Regions from separate parts of the Mus musculus genome. Here regions 2 and 3 are each linked to region 1. A link is a contact called in public Hi-C and promoter capture Hi-C data. All regions are on one chromosome and are shown on one strand. The core of a region is the stretch at or near the end of the contact, and the rest is flanking DNA. Distances in the headings are between cores, read along the strand shown. Region 1 holds the start of Atl1 (atlastin GTPase 1). Region 2 holds the start of Psma3 (proteasome subunit alpha 3). Region 3 holds the start of 2700049A03Rik (RIKEN cDNA 2700049A03 gene).

The links. Promoter capture Hi-C pulls out the DNA fragments that hold promoters and counts their contacts. A called contact is a pair of places that touch in the nucleus more often than the background predicts.
Region 2: a contact with region 1 is called in a promoter capture Hi-C map of the 3T3-L1 cell line, with 3 times the contacts expected there. The contact joins the promoter of Psma3 here to the promoter of Atl1 in region 1. A contact is called at or near these places in 3 of 39 promoter capture datasets (the 3T3-L1 cell line, the C10 cell line and cranial neural crest), 1 of 484 Hi-C or Micro-C datasets (cerebral cortex) and 3 of 115 datasets of contacts at active chromatin or transcription factors (astrocytes, pancreatic cancer cells and pro-B cells).
Region 3: a Hi-C map of muscle stem cells shows a contact between it and region 1, with 5 times the contacts expected there. The contact joins the promoter of 2700049A03Rik here to the promoter of Atl1 in region 1. A contact is called at or near these places in 5 of 39 promoter capture datasets (the 3T3-L1 cell line, hippocampal neurons, liver and 1 more), 1 of 484 Hi-C or Micro-C datasets (muscle stem cells) and 1 of 9 other capture datasets (adipose tissue).

Annotation. Positions count from the first base shown.
Region 1 is chr12:69,891,656-69,894,355 of GRCm38.p6, reverse strand. Atl1 (atlastin GTPase 1) reads right to left here and starts at 1,251. Exons shown (of 15, transcript NM_178628.5): 1 at 1,012-1,251. It overlaps Map4k5 (mitogen-activated protein kinase kinase kinase kinase 5), which reads left to right and starts at 1,193. Exons shown (of 32, transcript NM_201519.2): 1 at 1,193-1,703. The coding sequence starts at 1,596.
Region 2 is chr12:70,973,349-70,976,048 of GRCm38.p6, reverse strand. Psma3 (proteasome subunit alpha 3) reads right to left here and starts at 1,426. Exons shown (of 11, transcript NM_011184.5): 1 at 1,282-1,426. The coding sequence starts at 1,302.
Region 3 is chr12:71,135,534-71,138,233 of GRCm38.p6, reverse strand. It overlaps 2700049A03Rik (RIKEN cDNA 2700049A03 gene), which reads right to left and starts at 1,386. Exons shown (of 30, transcript NM_001163378.1): 1 at 196-1,386. The coding sequence starts at 394. Timm9 (translocase of inner mitochondrial membrane 9) reads left to right here and starts at 1,559. Exons shown (of 5, transcript NM_001286203.2): 1 at 1,559-1,679.

The DNA of each region.
Region 1 (2,700 bases), core at 2-2,501:
GTTCCGTTAAGGTGTTAATTTAATTTCTTCATTTATTAGCTATAAGAAGTTATTTCTCAAAACAGAATTAGAGTGTGTCTGGAGTCACGTGTCATCTGAAATTTGTTCTGTTGTCGTTTTTTTTTCTAGTTTTTTCAATTTTCTTACATTTTTATTTAATTTTGTGTTTTGCCTGCATGTACAGCTGTGCACCATATGCATATGTGGTGCCTACACAGGCCAGAAGAGGGCGTTGGCCCTCCCTCCCAGCCCACTCTGGATCCCAAGTTGGAGTTAATGAGGAGTGGGCCGCCACGCAGGTGCTGGGAATCAACCTCTGAGCTGCAGCCGGTGCTGCTAACAATTGGGCCATCTTTCCAGTCCTTATCTGGTTTTCCAACTGAAAATCTCTGTAAGACTCTAGAAGTAACTTTACCAGTATACATAAAATTGGCAACTTCATTTCTACCTTAAGAACAAGACTGGAACTCAAATTACAAAAGAGATTGAAACATTAACCAAATCACTTCTCATAACTCCTGCCCAATATTTTGGGCATTGTTAGTTAGGCCTCTTACATTTTAAAGCCTCTTACATTTTACACTCCTCTTTACAATGCTGTAAAAATGGTTTACAAACATTTCTCGGGTGTCAAATGCAAAACCTATCCTCTTCCAGCTACAGATAAGGACACTGGGATGTTGCCACGTATGCCTTGTCCCAGATCACCTACTTTGGAAGCAGAATCAGACAAAGGTCCCTAGCTTTGCTTTAGCATCTCTAAAACTCCTCCCATTAACACTTGCAATATTGCGGTGATGCCCAGAGACCACAGAAACTTCGAAAGGAATTGGGGTTTTCAAAAATGGCTCTGGGAAACCCTGGTGGAAGACAGGTTCTGCAGGTGTGCGGTCCAGCCTCGGAACTGGTACCACCGGGAACAGTGTGTGGAACAGGACGGTGCAGTCGGGTGTGCCGGCATTTAGTTAACCCGGCACTCCCCCACCTCCTGCCCGGGCGGCCTCAGTTTACCTGTACCGAAAGGAAGCAGAAGGCAGCGCTCCGGAGGCCTGCGGACAGACCCTCCTCCTCTAGTCCGCCGGCCACTGGGCGAATCCTGGCCGAGGCTGGGCGGGTCAGACGCCGCACGAACGCCTCCGGCGCCCCGCAAGCAGCTGGGAGGCGGGGCGCGGCGGCGTCCAGGGTGTTGTGCACTCGGCGGGCCTCAGGGCGGCAGTCTGGGCCCGCGGCCTGCGTTCTCGGGCGGGCCAGGCTCGATCCGCGCCGGCCGCGAACGTGTCTCCCGGTGACGCAGCCGCGGGTGGGGAACGTGGTGCGGCGGCGACTGTGCGCACGGCCGTCTCGGAGAAGACGCGGGTCTCCGACGCCGGCGCTCGGCCAAGAACGGACGGCCTCTCGGGTACGGCCGGCGCGGGGCCTGGCGGGACCGACGAGGCCCGGAGGCTGCCGGGGTTGCGCCCCGTGACGCCCCCCGCGCTCGCTCTCGCCGGTGCAGGCGCAGCTGCGAGCCGAGGCTCCATGTTGGGAAGCGCCGCGCGCCCTCGTTAGCGGGAGACGGCTGCGGCGGGCAGAGCCCCGGACTGGGCGCAGCGAAGATGGAGGCCCCGCTGAGGCCTGCCGCCGACATCCTGAGACGGAACCCGCAGCACGACTACGAGCTGGTGCAGAGGGTCGGCAGCGGCACCTACGGGGACGTGTACAAGGTGAGGCCCCGGCCCGGCCTGCGAACGTGGGGCACCCCCGGGATGCGCCGGACCACAGCGTCCGGCCAGGAAGCGGCCCGGAGCCCGCCGCACCGTTCCGAGCACCCTGGGTTCCCCATCGGTTCTAAGGCTAGCGACCGGCAGACTTAACCGCACCTTCCAGACCACGGCTGAGCTTTTTTTGTGGTTTTAAGGCGTATTTATGGTATTGAAGTTATTCCGGAGGATGGTTTGGTGTTGATGTGGGGGGAAAATGCTTCGCGGAAGGCGGTAGATAGGAAAGAGTATTGTAAATCTAGACCTTTGCGTCCTGTACTGGTTTGGGTGAACTTGCCTTGAAAAAAATCTCTGTGGAACCGGACTCTAAATTGTCAACTGTAAGTAATCTGGTTCTGGAGTAAAAGGATTTGTGTGTAAACATGACAGCCTGTAGGAAGATGTCTTTGGGGACCGGTGAGGTGGCTCAGGGTGTTAAAGGCCCTTAGAGCCAAACCTTACTTAGGACCCCAGAACGGTCCCCGGATTCTCTTGGTGGAAGCACGGATCCCCCACACATACACACTCACACACTCCCAGGAAATAAACAAAGTGTAATGAAATTTAAACATATTTAGAGGAAGACCTTTGTCACCTGGCAGAAGTTTAGGCATTTTGTATCTGGTTGATAATAATGAATATAACTTATGGGGTTTTCCTACTAAACTAATTCCTCTCTATGGGATTTATAGCATTCCATAATCATGAGTGGATAATTACTGCTACCCTTTTTACTGGTCTCTTATATTAAGACAAATAATAATAAATTTGTAATCTGCCGTTACACAACAACAAAAAACATGCCATAGCAAAGCAAACCGATTTCTTAAGTCTGCTAAGTTTTTGAAGGGTTCAGAGGAAAACACTGTCCAATATTCCCTCATGGCTTTTGTTCTTTGTCCCAAAGGGGCAGAGTTAGTGCAGTTCCTTATGGGGATTAAGAAAAAGCTTATTTTTGACC
Region 2 (2,700 bases), core at 177-2,676, 1.1 Mb before region 1:
AAAGAAAACCAAATGGCCCAAAATGACTGACAAATACTGGTATTTACAATTCTTAGAAGACAGCCAGAAAACAAGCCTTCAACCGTGAAACTTCCTAAAACTCAGGGTTACTTTCATATTAAAATATTCCACATGGATTGACCACTGACAGAGGATAACATTACTACAACTGCAAAGCCAATTTGCTGAGACATATTATTGAGCACTTATCCCAAAAGTATTACATAGTATTAATATCTTGTAACCACTTAATTCTAAGCATAAGAACACAGTATGCGAGTTTAATTCTGAGCAGCAAATCTTATTTTGTTTGTGTGTGTGTGTGTGTGTGTGTGTGTGCGCGCGCGCGTGTTTTGTTTTAAAGACAGGGTCTCTTTACATAGTCCTGGCTGTCCTGGAACTCATTAAGTAGACCAGGCTGGCCTCGAACTCAGAGATCCTCCTACCTCTACCTCCCAAGTGCTAGGATTAAAGGGGTGCACCACACTTGGTGAGCATCAAAATAATGGGGGAAACAAGGATAACCAAGAAACGCATTATTCATTCATTACCTCTACTGCAAATAATCGAGACTGTTAAGTAGTTCTATATGGAGACAAAGGAAAGGTGGGGTAAATCGCTGCACACACTGGGTGTATTTAGCCCCAACAAATTAAAGTCCAGCTCGCAAATCCTCAATACTCCTTACAAATCGGAGGCGCTTAGGCCCATAGATAACCCTTTAAATGCTTACAGACTCGCTTAAAATAGCTTGTTCGCGAAAAGCAGAACGCAAAGGAAAGGCAAGGACTCATGAGATCCAGCCTTTCTTCTAGGTGGTGTCCCGTTTCCAGGGAACGTCCACTAACTAGGTTCCGTCCGGGAAGCCCGGGCAGGCCTGTGAGTCAGCAGCACCGCAGCACACAGCTCCGCAGCACCTGCATGGGCCGGCGGCGGCCGCACGACGCACTCGGCGATCCGGCCGAGGCATTGCGACCAGCAGGGGCTTGCAAGGGGCCGTTCGAGGGTCGAGCCGGGGAGCTCGCACTGCGGCAGGCCCGCGAGTCTCCACTTTCAGTTTCCTTAAGCATGAGACTAAAGTGACTCAGCACCCGGGGCTGTCGCTGCACGGGGGCGGACAGGACCGGCCCGAACCGCCGCGGGAGCCGGGGTCACCGAGACAGAGGCCGCGGGTCCCCAGGACTCGGGCAGCGCCGGGGATCCAGCGGCCCTCCGAGCCGCAGCCGGGCTTCCTCACTGCCTTCAACCCCGAACTGGAAGAGACGGCGCGGAGAGACTCACCCCAGTGCCGATGGAGCTCATGGTGCTGACCCGGCAGGCCGCGGAACGCTTCCAGGCCTCAAGCGCCGCTCCTACGCCGCACACGGCGCAGGCTAGTAACAGGCTCGCCCATTGGCTGCGCTCTCCACCAATAGCCTTTCCTCTTGCGGCTTGTTCCGTGGGCTGGGACGAAAACTGTAGGGGGAAAAAAAAAAAAAAAAAAAAGCAGAGAGCGCGCGTGCGCAGAAACCATAGAGGCGGTTCCCTGGAGAAGTTGCTACTGTGTCAACTGAAACTGGTATTGGAAGAGCTAAGGTCAGAGCCTAGTTCCTAATAGTCCTAAGTAGCTAATAATCCTAAGGAGGACAGGCTTGGGCACCTGTCCTCTGTAGCCCACACAGACAGGAATTCTTAAAAGTCGGGGAAGGAAAAACCCACCTTAGGAAAAGGAACAAAGCCGGGCGTGGTGGCGCATGCCTTTAATCCCAGCACTCGGGAGGCAGAGGCAGGCGGATTTCTGAGTTCGAGGCCAGCCTGGTCTACAAAGTGAGTTCCAGGACAGCCAGGACTACACAGAGAAACCCTGTCTCAAAAACACCAAAAAAAAAAAAAAAAAAAAAAAAAAAAAAGGAAAAGGAACAAAAGGAGGCAATTGACCCCCCCATCCTCCGACCAAGTTCATCATCAGAGTCCGAACATGACGTTTGGTTCAACTGCTGTGCATAACTAAGCAGCCTCGGTCAAGGTGTGATACCTTTTCCATCATGGTTTCAACTTTAGCCTCTCCTGCAAGGTGGTGTGAAATCTATGTGTGAGAGAAAGCTGTCCCTCTGGCTGGAACCAGGCAGGCTTCAGCCTTCTTTCACCCAGCATGTAATTCCTGGAGAAGTTCCAGTTTCTTGGAGTCTTATCAAAAAGAGGAGCACAAGAGCTTCTTTAGAATATCTTCATTCCTACTAGGAAGATTATGAGACTTAGCGTTAGGAAAGGCTAAGGTGGCTTGGGGGACTCCAGTTGCTCGGCTCATTCTAACAACTATCAGGTTATGATCTTAAGTATTAAGTGGAGGGAGGGCAACAGATAAATCAAAGGAGTGGGCATGGAACCTGACCTAGTGGTGGGTGGATTTTAAATCCCAATTGTAAATACAACGTTAGAAATATTTTTATTTAAAAAAATATATCTGAGCCGAGCGTGGTGGCACACGCCTTTAATCCCAGTACTCGGGAGGCAGAGGCAGGCGGATTTCTGAGTTCGAGGTCAATCTGGTCTACAAAGTGAGTTCCAGGACAGCCAGGGCTATACAGAAAAACCCTGTCTCAAAAAAACAAAATAAATAAATATCTGGAGACTTTTATTTTATATAGCTAGAAAATATTTTCCAGCAGGGTGATGCAGAAGGCAGGGACGGGAGGCCAGCTTGCAATATAAGAGCCCTGT
Region 3 (2,700 bases), core at 137-2,636, 1.2 Mb before region 1:
GCAGAGGCAGGTGGATTTCTGAGTTCGAGGACAGCCTAGTCTACAGAGTGAGTTCCAGGACAGCCAGAGCTGCACAGAGAAACCCTGTCTCGGAAGAGAGAGAGAGAGAGAGAGGGAGAGAGAGAGAGAGAGAGAGAGAGAGAGAGAGAGAAAACGTAAACTGGGTGGGAAACTGAAACATTTGGAATCACATACCACATAACGTTCCATTAGAACTAGTCCTCGTTTCAACAGCAAGACGTTTATTTGCAGCCAGGGCTGGAGGAACACGGGGCAGCTCATCTTCCACCACAGCCAATTTATTCCCTTGGTTTGGAGAAACAATCTCTCGCAGTTTCCTCGCTGGCATTTTAAGCCTTTGCCCCCTTTCCAGGCTAAACTCAACGTTTTTCATCTGGTTAGTCACAAATCAAGTCCCGCCGTTCTTAACAGAGGGAATTCTAGCTTCTCAAAACTTAAGGACGCAGTTTCTCCTTGAGTACCAGGAAAAGAAGTAATGGTGGAAGTGAATTTGAAAAACACCTGAGTTCCAAAAATAATTATGAAGCAGTCATTAACTTAGAAAGTCTATAGGCAAAATATCCATAAAGCTGTAAATTTCGATTTTGACATTTAATCCAGGGCTAAATACGACAAAAACAAAAAACAAAACAAAACAAAAAGTCTTGATCCCACTGAGTCTGTTAATGCATCGAAGAAATAAATTTCAAAGGAATTATGCCAAGAGCAAAAGAGAAGCCACGGGAACCGTAATAAAAACGCACTCCTCCAAACCCAGAGCTGCAGCTGAAAACCCCAACAGACGTGGAGGCGGGGTTAGGATTTGTTAAGGAGACCCAGACGAGCAGGCAACGTTAAAATCGTGTTTTTTAAAACACCACCCTCATAAGAGCTTAGTAGATTTCTTTCTACGAGTCAGGACGCAATTTCGGACACCTCAACTTAGTCTTCAGAGTCTCCACAGAGTCCGGCACACACGCCGTCTTGATTTTGATAGAATAACAGCTTCGGTTGTTCGCGGGTCAATACCGTCTTCCCCGAAAACCCGCCCTTGAGCGTCAGCACGCATGCGCGCAAAGATCCAACCCCCCCCCCCCCGACCGGAACGGGAGTGCTCTGGTGCTCTTCCATTCGTGTCCGGGTGGAAACAAACTCCCAACATAAAAGACTGCCAGGAGATGTGACTTTTTTTTTTTAAAGGCAGAATATCGCCTTTATGTTTGGACACAGTACTAAGTATTCCTAGAGGAATGGCGAATTCTCGATTAGCCCATAAACACTTTTGTTTATCAAGGGTTATTTACACTGTAGGAACTGCAGACCGTTAGAAACCTAGTAGGTTAAGCATATTAGGCTTTCTAGAAATTTCGACAGATTCCGTTGCCGTGGAAAAGGAAGTGAAAAGTACAGAGAGCACTGACGAACAGATAATCACAAAAGTTAATTCTTAGATGATTTTTAGAATTTGCTTGGGCACTTGCTTTTCTTCCTACATTTTCCCACGTGGTAACGAATCTGCGTCTAAGGGTCTGAAGCCATGCTTGACATCACTGCCCCCACGTGTTCTCAGCTTTCCGCGGCGCGGCGCTCGCTCTGTACTGACCCTCCGAGCTCACACGCTACCTGCCCCGCAGCTCTTCAGCCCGGTCCCGGTGTCAGAGGCGAGATCCTGTGGCTAAGTATGGTCCCTTTCCTCTGCTTTCATAATCCCGGGTTCGCGGCCAGTGGGGTGACAGCCTTCACTCGGGAAAGGGAGCGGGCAGGTACCCCGGAGGGAGACGCCGCGTGCACGCGGGTCGTGGGGCTGCGCAACCGGCAGCGCGGCGCAGCGGGAGGCCAGCCGTGTCCCGGAGGCCTTGTCACCCCGAGGGTGGGGACCCTAGGCCCCGAGACACCGCCCACCCGGGACTGGATCGCTTGGGGGCACGCTTTGAGATTACAAGGTAGCCAGCCACTCGATGACCTTGAGCTGTCAGACAGGAGCCCCTTTACTGAAAATCTAGACTTCCTCGGCTCTTACCCTGTCTGCACACTATGCCTTATGTCATTAGGTACAAGGGCTCGCACCCTTCCCAGGTCTCATATTGGAGAACGCACTGCTTAGAGCTTTCCCATTACGCCTTGCTAGAAGCTTTTAAAATGTATTTTTTTAAAGTATAATAGATTAATCATTTTTCTACCTATTACATTTTCTCTTGTTGTAGATTTATCTGTTGGTTCATGATTTGTTGTATAAGTGTATTAAAAGACCGAATGGCAATGTCAGAGCTGCAAGAGACCTTAGGGATGAATTAACTTCTGTAATTTCTATATAAAAGTTAGATATGAAAAAAAATGACCTTTCCCCTCTAATTTCAAAACGCTGAGCAACTGCAACAGCAATCAGTAAAGTGACCTGAGTAAATAATTTGTAACGAATGTCAGACCTGGGACTCCACCCCCCAAGTAGCGTGGTTCTCATCTTCCTTGAGGCTAGACTTTGAATCGGGAAACAATAGGAATTCATTTTCAAGTGCTTTTAGCTATGATTAACACTGAGTTAATTAAGAGTTGCCTGTAATGCTGGGTGTAGTGGCAGCCTTTAGGCCTAGCTACAAAGAGCTCCAAGACAGCTGGGGCTACATAGAGAAACCCTGTCGAAAGAGATAGAGAGAGAGAGAAAGAAAGAGAGAAAGACAAAAAAAAAAAAAAAAAAACAAC